Linked DNA regions of Canis lupus: region 1 is linked to region 2. The links are chromatin contacts, called in public Hi-C maps. All regions are on one chromosome and are shown on one strand. Each heading gives the region's core, a stretch centred on a gene start, on an enhancer-like site or on the middle of the called end of the contact. The rest is flanking DNA. Distances are from core to core; before and after follow the strand shown.

Region 1 (3,053 bases), core at 340-2,839, 460 kb after region 2:
AGGCTAGTAGCTTAAAAATGCCACCATCTGTCTCTAATCTTTGTTAAGGCTTTCGCAGGACTATTAAACTAAATTGGCTTTTGAAGCTGGTGCATGACTGCAAATGGCCATCACACCTGCCATTTCAAATTAGACATAGGAAAAATCAAGAGGGGCGCCTGGGTGGCTCAGTTGGTGGGGTGTCTGCCTTCAGCTCAGATCAGGATCCTGGGGTCTTGGGGTTAAGTCCCATGTCAGGCTCCCCCCCTCTCGCTACCCTTTCCCCCACTGTGCTCACTCTCTCAAATAAATAAAATCTTGAAATAGAAAAAGAAAAGAAAAAAACCAAAAACCTGTTGCTCTGGGGGGAAAGAACTAGACTGGTGGAAGACAAGAATGGGAAGCTTTTCTTTTTCCTTTGGAACACTTTCACTGTGTATCTTTTCACACTTCTTTTTTTATTTATTTTTAAAGGGTTTTACTTATTTATTCACAAGACACTAGAGAGAGAGAGAGAGGCAGAAGCAGGCTTCATGCAGGGAGCTGGATGTGGGACTCCATCCTCAGTCCCCAGGATCACTCCTTGGGCTGAAGGCGGCGCTAGACCGCTGAGCCACCCAGGTGTCCCTGCCCCACACCTTTTTTTCTTTTTCTTCTTCTTTTTTTTAAATAAATTTATTTTTTTATTGGTGTTCAATTTGCCAACAAATAGAATAACACCCAGTGCTCATCCCATCAAGTGCGCCCCTCAGTGCCCACATCTCTTTCAAACAACATACAATACTAATTCAGTACTAACTATTCCAAATGTTAAAAAAAAATTCTAAAACAAACAAAAAATAAAAATAAATAAAAATAAATAAAAATAAATTCTTTCAATTTTATTATAAATCAGTGATTACTTAGCGATTCATTATGATAAAACATTTGAGGATTTCTTTTGAAAGTGTGTTCTGCTTTTTTAAAAACGTCGAAACTCATTTTTCTTTTCTTTTTTTTTGTAAAGATTTTATTTATGTATTCAAGAAGAAACAGAGAGAGGCAGAGAGGGAAGCAGGCTCCATGCAGGGAGCCCAAAGCGGGACTCGATCCCGGGTCTCCAGGGTCACGCCCTGGGCCAAAGGCGGCCCTAAGCCGCCGAACCACCCAGGGATCTCCCAAAACACACTTTTCTAACAAAATGCCCTTTGCATTGTTCCTACCCCCAAAAGTTTGGCTGGAGCTGGGAGAGGGAGGAGGATGAGGGCCGGGGAGGGCGGGGGCATAACTACGGAGAGTCCGCCCAAGCAGCAGGTGGCGCTGCGAGCACCGCGAGCCCCTGCCCGCAACACCCTTGCTCTGAGCAATGGCGGGTGATAATGGGGTCCTCTCTCTGGGGGTGGCTATTCTGAAGCCCGATCGCAGGTGCCCAGCAGTGTTCGCGCCGCAGCGGGAGCGCTGAACCTCGAGGAGGGTAAGAGAAAACATGACGCTCTCCGCGCACCCCGCGGCGAGGGCCGGGGCGGCGGCGGCGGCGGCGGCGCGGAAAACCGCAGGCCGCGGCGGGGAGAGTTCGCGCCGAGCGGCAGGCGGAGCGGCGGGCAGCCCCGCGGCGGGCGGGGTCCTGGGAGAGACGCGAGCCGGCGGCCTGAGGAGGCGACTGACTGAGCAGCGCACCGGGGAGCGGGAGGCGCGGCGGAGCCCACGGGCCGGGAGCTGACAGACACACGGCGCGGCCGGGACGGCGAGCGAGCGGGCGGGCTCGTGCGGGACGCAGCCATGATCACTTCAGCTGGTGAGTGCGCCCGCCGCCGGCGCCCAAAGGGAGGAGCCGCCACGCCGGCTTTTAGCTGAGTCAGGGCCGGTGACTGGGCACCTCCCGGCGGAGCGCCGGCCTGCGCGGCCCCTCGCTGCCCGCCGCGCACCCCCGGGCCCGGGGGCTGCCTGTGTGGGCCGGCCTCCCCGAGGGCCCCGGCGGTCACCTCCGGCCGGGACGTGCCGCCCACCCGCAGCGCGTCCCACCCGCGGTCACACCCCCGCGCCCGCGCCCGCGCCCGAGGGGCTCCTGGGCCCTTTTCCGCCCCCGGGGGGTGGGGGGGCTCCCTCGATCCTGTCGCTTCCGAGTTTGGCGCCGGGGGATCGTGTGATCCCAGCGCTTCCCCGCAGGTGGGTGGGGGGGTGGGGGGGGCGGCAGCCTCACTACTCTGTAGGCGCCCGGACCTAACCCCAGCTCCGTTCTCCTTGGGGTCCAGTCTGAAGCGCACTCGAGGCGGGGTGTTTCTCGGGGTGCTCCGCTAGTGTTCAGCTCGAGCGCCCAGACAGCCCCCCGGAGCCTGCTTGATACTGATAACCTGTCTGTGGATCGGAGACTAGGTACTCGGTAAAGACTTCTGCATTGAGGGAAGAATTCTTGGGCGTGCGGTGCAAGTTGCAACGCTTCACCGTTGCCTCTGTAGGCTCGGGTGATGGCCTTGAAATGCCAGGAGCTGTGAAGATAGGCCCCCACCCACCCACCACCCACCACCCACCACCCACCGCAGAGTCATTTGCATATAGCTGTCCACAGCCTTAGTGGTTTGATTTTTTTTTTCTTACCTGCTCTCTCTCTCTCTCTCTCTCTCTCTCTCTCACACACACACACACACACACACACATCCTTTCCTCGTCCTGTGTTATCTAGGTTTGTCCACAAGTGTTTTGCTGTAAACAGGCTAGCGGTCAAACTGACTTGTTAAGGAGGAGCTCAAACCCATATATCTGTGGAGGATTGCTTGACCCTAGAAACCTAGAAGTTACCTTCAGAGATTTCCGAGAGCTGTCACCTGTACCTGGAATTAGACTTTTGTCCCCAAGCGATGCAAATGAAGTGAATTTTAGCTCAAAGAGGACAGAGTTTTTCCAGTCATTGCTCCCGAAAGGTAACGTTTCTTGCCACTTGTAAATGTAGGCGTCCTTCTGTTTCACATCCATCCAATGCCACGGCTTCTTCTTATCCCAAGCCATCTTTTATCTTTTGTCTGGGTTACTGTGACAGCCTTAAGATTTTGTTTTTCCACCGTTATCTTCATATAGTCCGTTCTTCTTGCTGTATGTAG
Region 2 (2,870 bases), core at 341-2,840:
GTCCCTCCTCAGCGTGGCCTCTCCCACCTCCAGGCCTCCAGGTCCAGCACTTGGGCTCCTTCCAGGACAGAGACAGTGGACCCTGGTGTTACTACTATTCCTTGAAGCTGCAAGAACTGCCCCAGGTGCTTCCTTGTTTCCTGCAAATCAGGCCAGTGGAATTTTCAGGAGTTCCATCTACTTCTCAGGCTGGTTCTTTCTCTTTGCTAAGCCGGTGGGCCTGGCATTTTCTGGATCACAGAAACTTCACTTTCTTCAAGAGACCTCCAGATTCCTCAGGAACCACAGCAGCTTCTGCAGAGGTGGGGCTCGCCCAGCTTCCTCTGGCCCCATAGGAATGGCTCCAACCCTCCTTCAGGCCAGGAGCAGCCAAAGGTGGCACGGCCAACCCCACGAGGGCCACCCGCGGGTGCCCCCACCCCGCCAGCTGCCTATCTCAGCAACCCTATGCAGACCCACTGAAGAGCTGGCACGTTTATGACAACATCTGGCACGGTGGTGGCCTGGCTCAGGCTGCTGCCCAGGGACAGAGAAGGAGAGAGGCAGGGGACACTAGAAAAGGCTGGTGTCATCTGTGTCGGGCCTTGTCTGGGCCACATATCCCATGGAGGCCCAACAGTGGCTCAGCTTACTAGTCCTTCTAGTCATGAGAGGGAGGGAGAGAGGGGCAGAGAGACCCGCGCCCCATGGGTAAGGATGTCCTTATCAGCATCCTGGAATCCTCGCCAGGCTGATGTTGGCGCCTTTGTGGGGAAAGACAGGATATCTAAGGAAAGAGGGTGGAAACCTCCTTCCCCTGCAGTTTCAAGTGTAATTGAGTCAAGCTTTGTGGAATGAGCACTCGGAATCCCAGTGAGAAATCCATGGACAGACAGGACTCGGAGGCAGAGGTCACCCTCCCCACTGGGCTCACCTGCCCATTTGCTTCCCGGTCTTCTCAGTTCCAGCCTCCTCCATCCAAGGGAGGAAGCCTGCCCTGCTCAGCATTCCCAGGACTCCTTTTCGGGTGTCTCATCATCCCTGGGGTCAGGGTACCTTAAACTCATGTGCTGGAGATGTTAACCAACGTCACCCCCTTGGCTGTGGCCTTGCAGACTTCTCTCTTAACCTGCAGTGGAGTTCTAGGAACAGTAAGAACATTTCCCCAGGTATATGATGCTGAGCGTTTGGGCTCCCTGCAGCCCCGTGTTCCCATGCTGGGACCTTACCCAGTGCAGGCTCTCCCACAGGAAGGGAGAAGACAAGAATCTTCCGACTCTCCCTCCTTTCGCCCCCCAGCCATGTCAGCCAGGGGAAGGGACAAACACTAAGCTCCCCACTGCCCACCCCATTACACTCAGAAGCCCTTTTAGACAGAAAGGCAGGAGCACTTGAGGACACACAGATGTTTCTGTGTCCAACAAGTGGACCCCAGGGACTGGCCCCGGCCTCTCCAGGCCCTGAGGAGTCCCTCCTCGCCCTCTATGCCTGCTGGCACAAGTCTTGGGGCCTGAGAACCATGGAGGAGCTGCAGGAAGGAAACCCTATCTGCCCAGCAAAAGAGAGATACTTTCACTTCTCTTTTCCCAACCTGGGCGGAGCTCTGTGTGCCTGAGTCAATTCACAAACTTCCTGCTCTGGGCTTAGCAGCCACCGTGAACCAGGCCGCCCCAAAGCAGGGTCCGAAGGCCATACTTGAGGCCCAGGCGGGGGCCCAGGGGGGCCCAGAGTGGAAACATGGCCGATGGGGAAAGAGACCTCAGTTCCAGGTCAGTCTTGATCTCTTTCCCTCTCATCCCTCCCTCTTTCTGGCTGGGGGCTGCTTCACTGTCTTTCTAAAGAGTCCAAAGTTGAGACCCTAAAACAAAATCTGGACTTTAGACCCGGTCTACAAGAATGCTGGCTTGCGGTATAATAAAGTGCTGGAAGAGGTCATGAGGGAATCAGGGGCTGGGGTCAGCTCACGACCACGCCACACGCAGGACTTTCTGGTTTTGCAACGCTGCTCAGCTGGAGGCCCTCTCCTCTCTGAGGCTTGCCAGAGGGATTTGTTGTCTCCTCCTCATGACCTCTGAACTTTCTACTTTCCCTCAGGCCTCCTCTACCTTCGTGAGTCACTTCAGAAAAGGTCACATTGAGAAAATAGGCCGTGCAGAGTAAACACACTTGACTTCTGCTCAAACGCTGGGTGCTGTGGTCTCAACACCTGTCCTGTGAACGGGCCTCCATCATCGGCTCGGGCCCTGCTTCTATCTCTGGCTGGGGGTCTGGGTTTTTCCTCATCATCTTGACCAAAGGAAGTAAAGAAAAGAGAAAGGCTCCTGACCACCAAAGTATGTAGCGCAGGCTCAGGATTTTTATCTTTACTACGATTTTTTGTTGTTCTGGAAGGGGGTGGAAAGCCTATCTAGTTCTCTAGTGATGGGTCAGAGATAATATTACTATTTTGATCAATTTATTGTTTAATAGAAAAGAAATACATTATATATTCTTGCTCAGCAAATTGTATTTTTTTTTCTCAGCAAATTTTAAACAAAATGGAAATTATATAGAGGGAAAAACATCCTGTTTACCACCTACCCCGCCACCACTTCTAACCTGGGTCCTATTAAGTGTTTCCGGCATAAACTTTCAGATCTTTTTCTGTGCATTTATAGGTGTAGCTTATTTCCCTAAATAAGCACTTTGTGCCTTGGCTTTTTTTTTTTTTTTAATAAATGGGATTATATTGTATATGCTATTTTACATTTTTCATTTTATCTTATTTTAATAGTGAAAATTCTAGAGATCACCTTAATATATGTCTACTTCATTCTTTTTAAGAGCCACATGCTTTTCCATAGAATAGATACACCACAATTTTTAAGTCATCCTGCAGTGTCCATTGACGG

What was found. A called contact is a pair of places that touch in the nucleus more often than the background predicts.
Region 1: a Hi-C map of blood shows a contact between it and region 2, with 3 times the contacts expected there. The contact joins the promoter of PSMD1 here to the promoter of SP100 in region 2. A contact is called at or near these places in 2 of 9 Hi-C or Micro-C datasets (blood and skin fibroblasts).

Annotation. Positions count from the first base shown.
Region 1 is chr25:43,185,514-43,188,566 of UU_Cfam_GSD_1.0, forward strand. PSMD1 (26S proteasome non-ATPase regulatory subunit 1) reads left to right here and starts at 1,590. Exons shown (of 25, transcript XM_038574162.1): 1 at 1,590-1,753. The coding sequence starts at 1,738.
Region 2 is chr25:42,720,567-42,723,436 of UU_Cfam_GSD_1.0, forward strand. It overlaps SP100 (nuclear autoantigen Sp-100), which reads left to right and starts at 1,591. Exons shown (of 29, transcript XM_038574098.1): 1 at 1,591-1,748. The coding sequence starts at 1,717.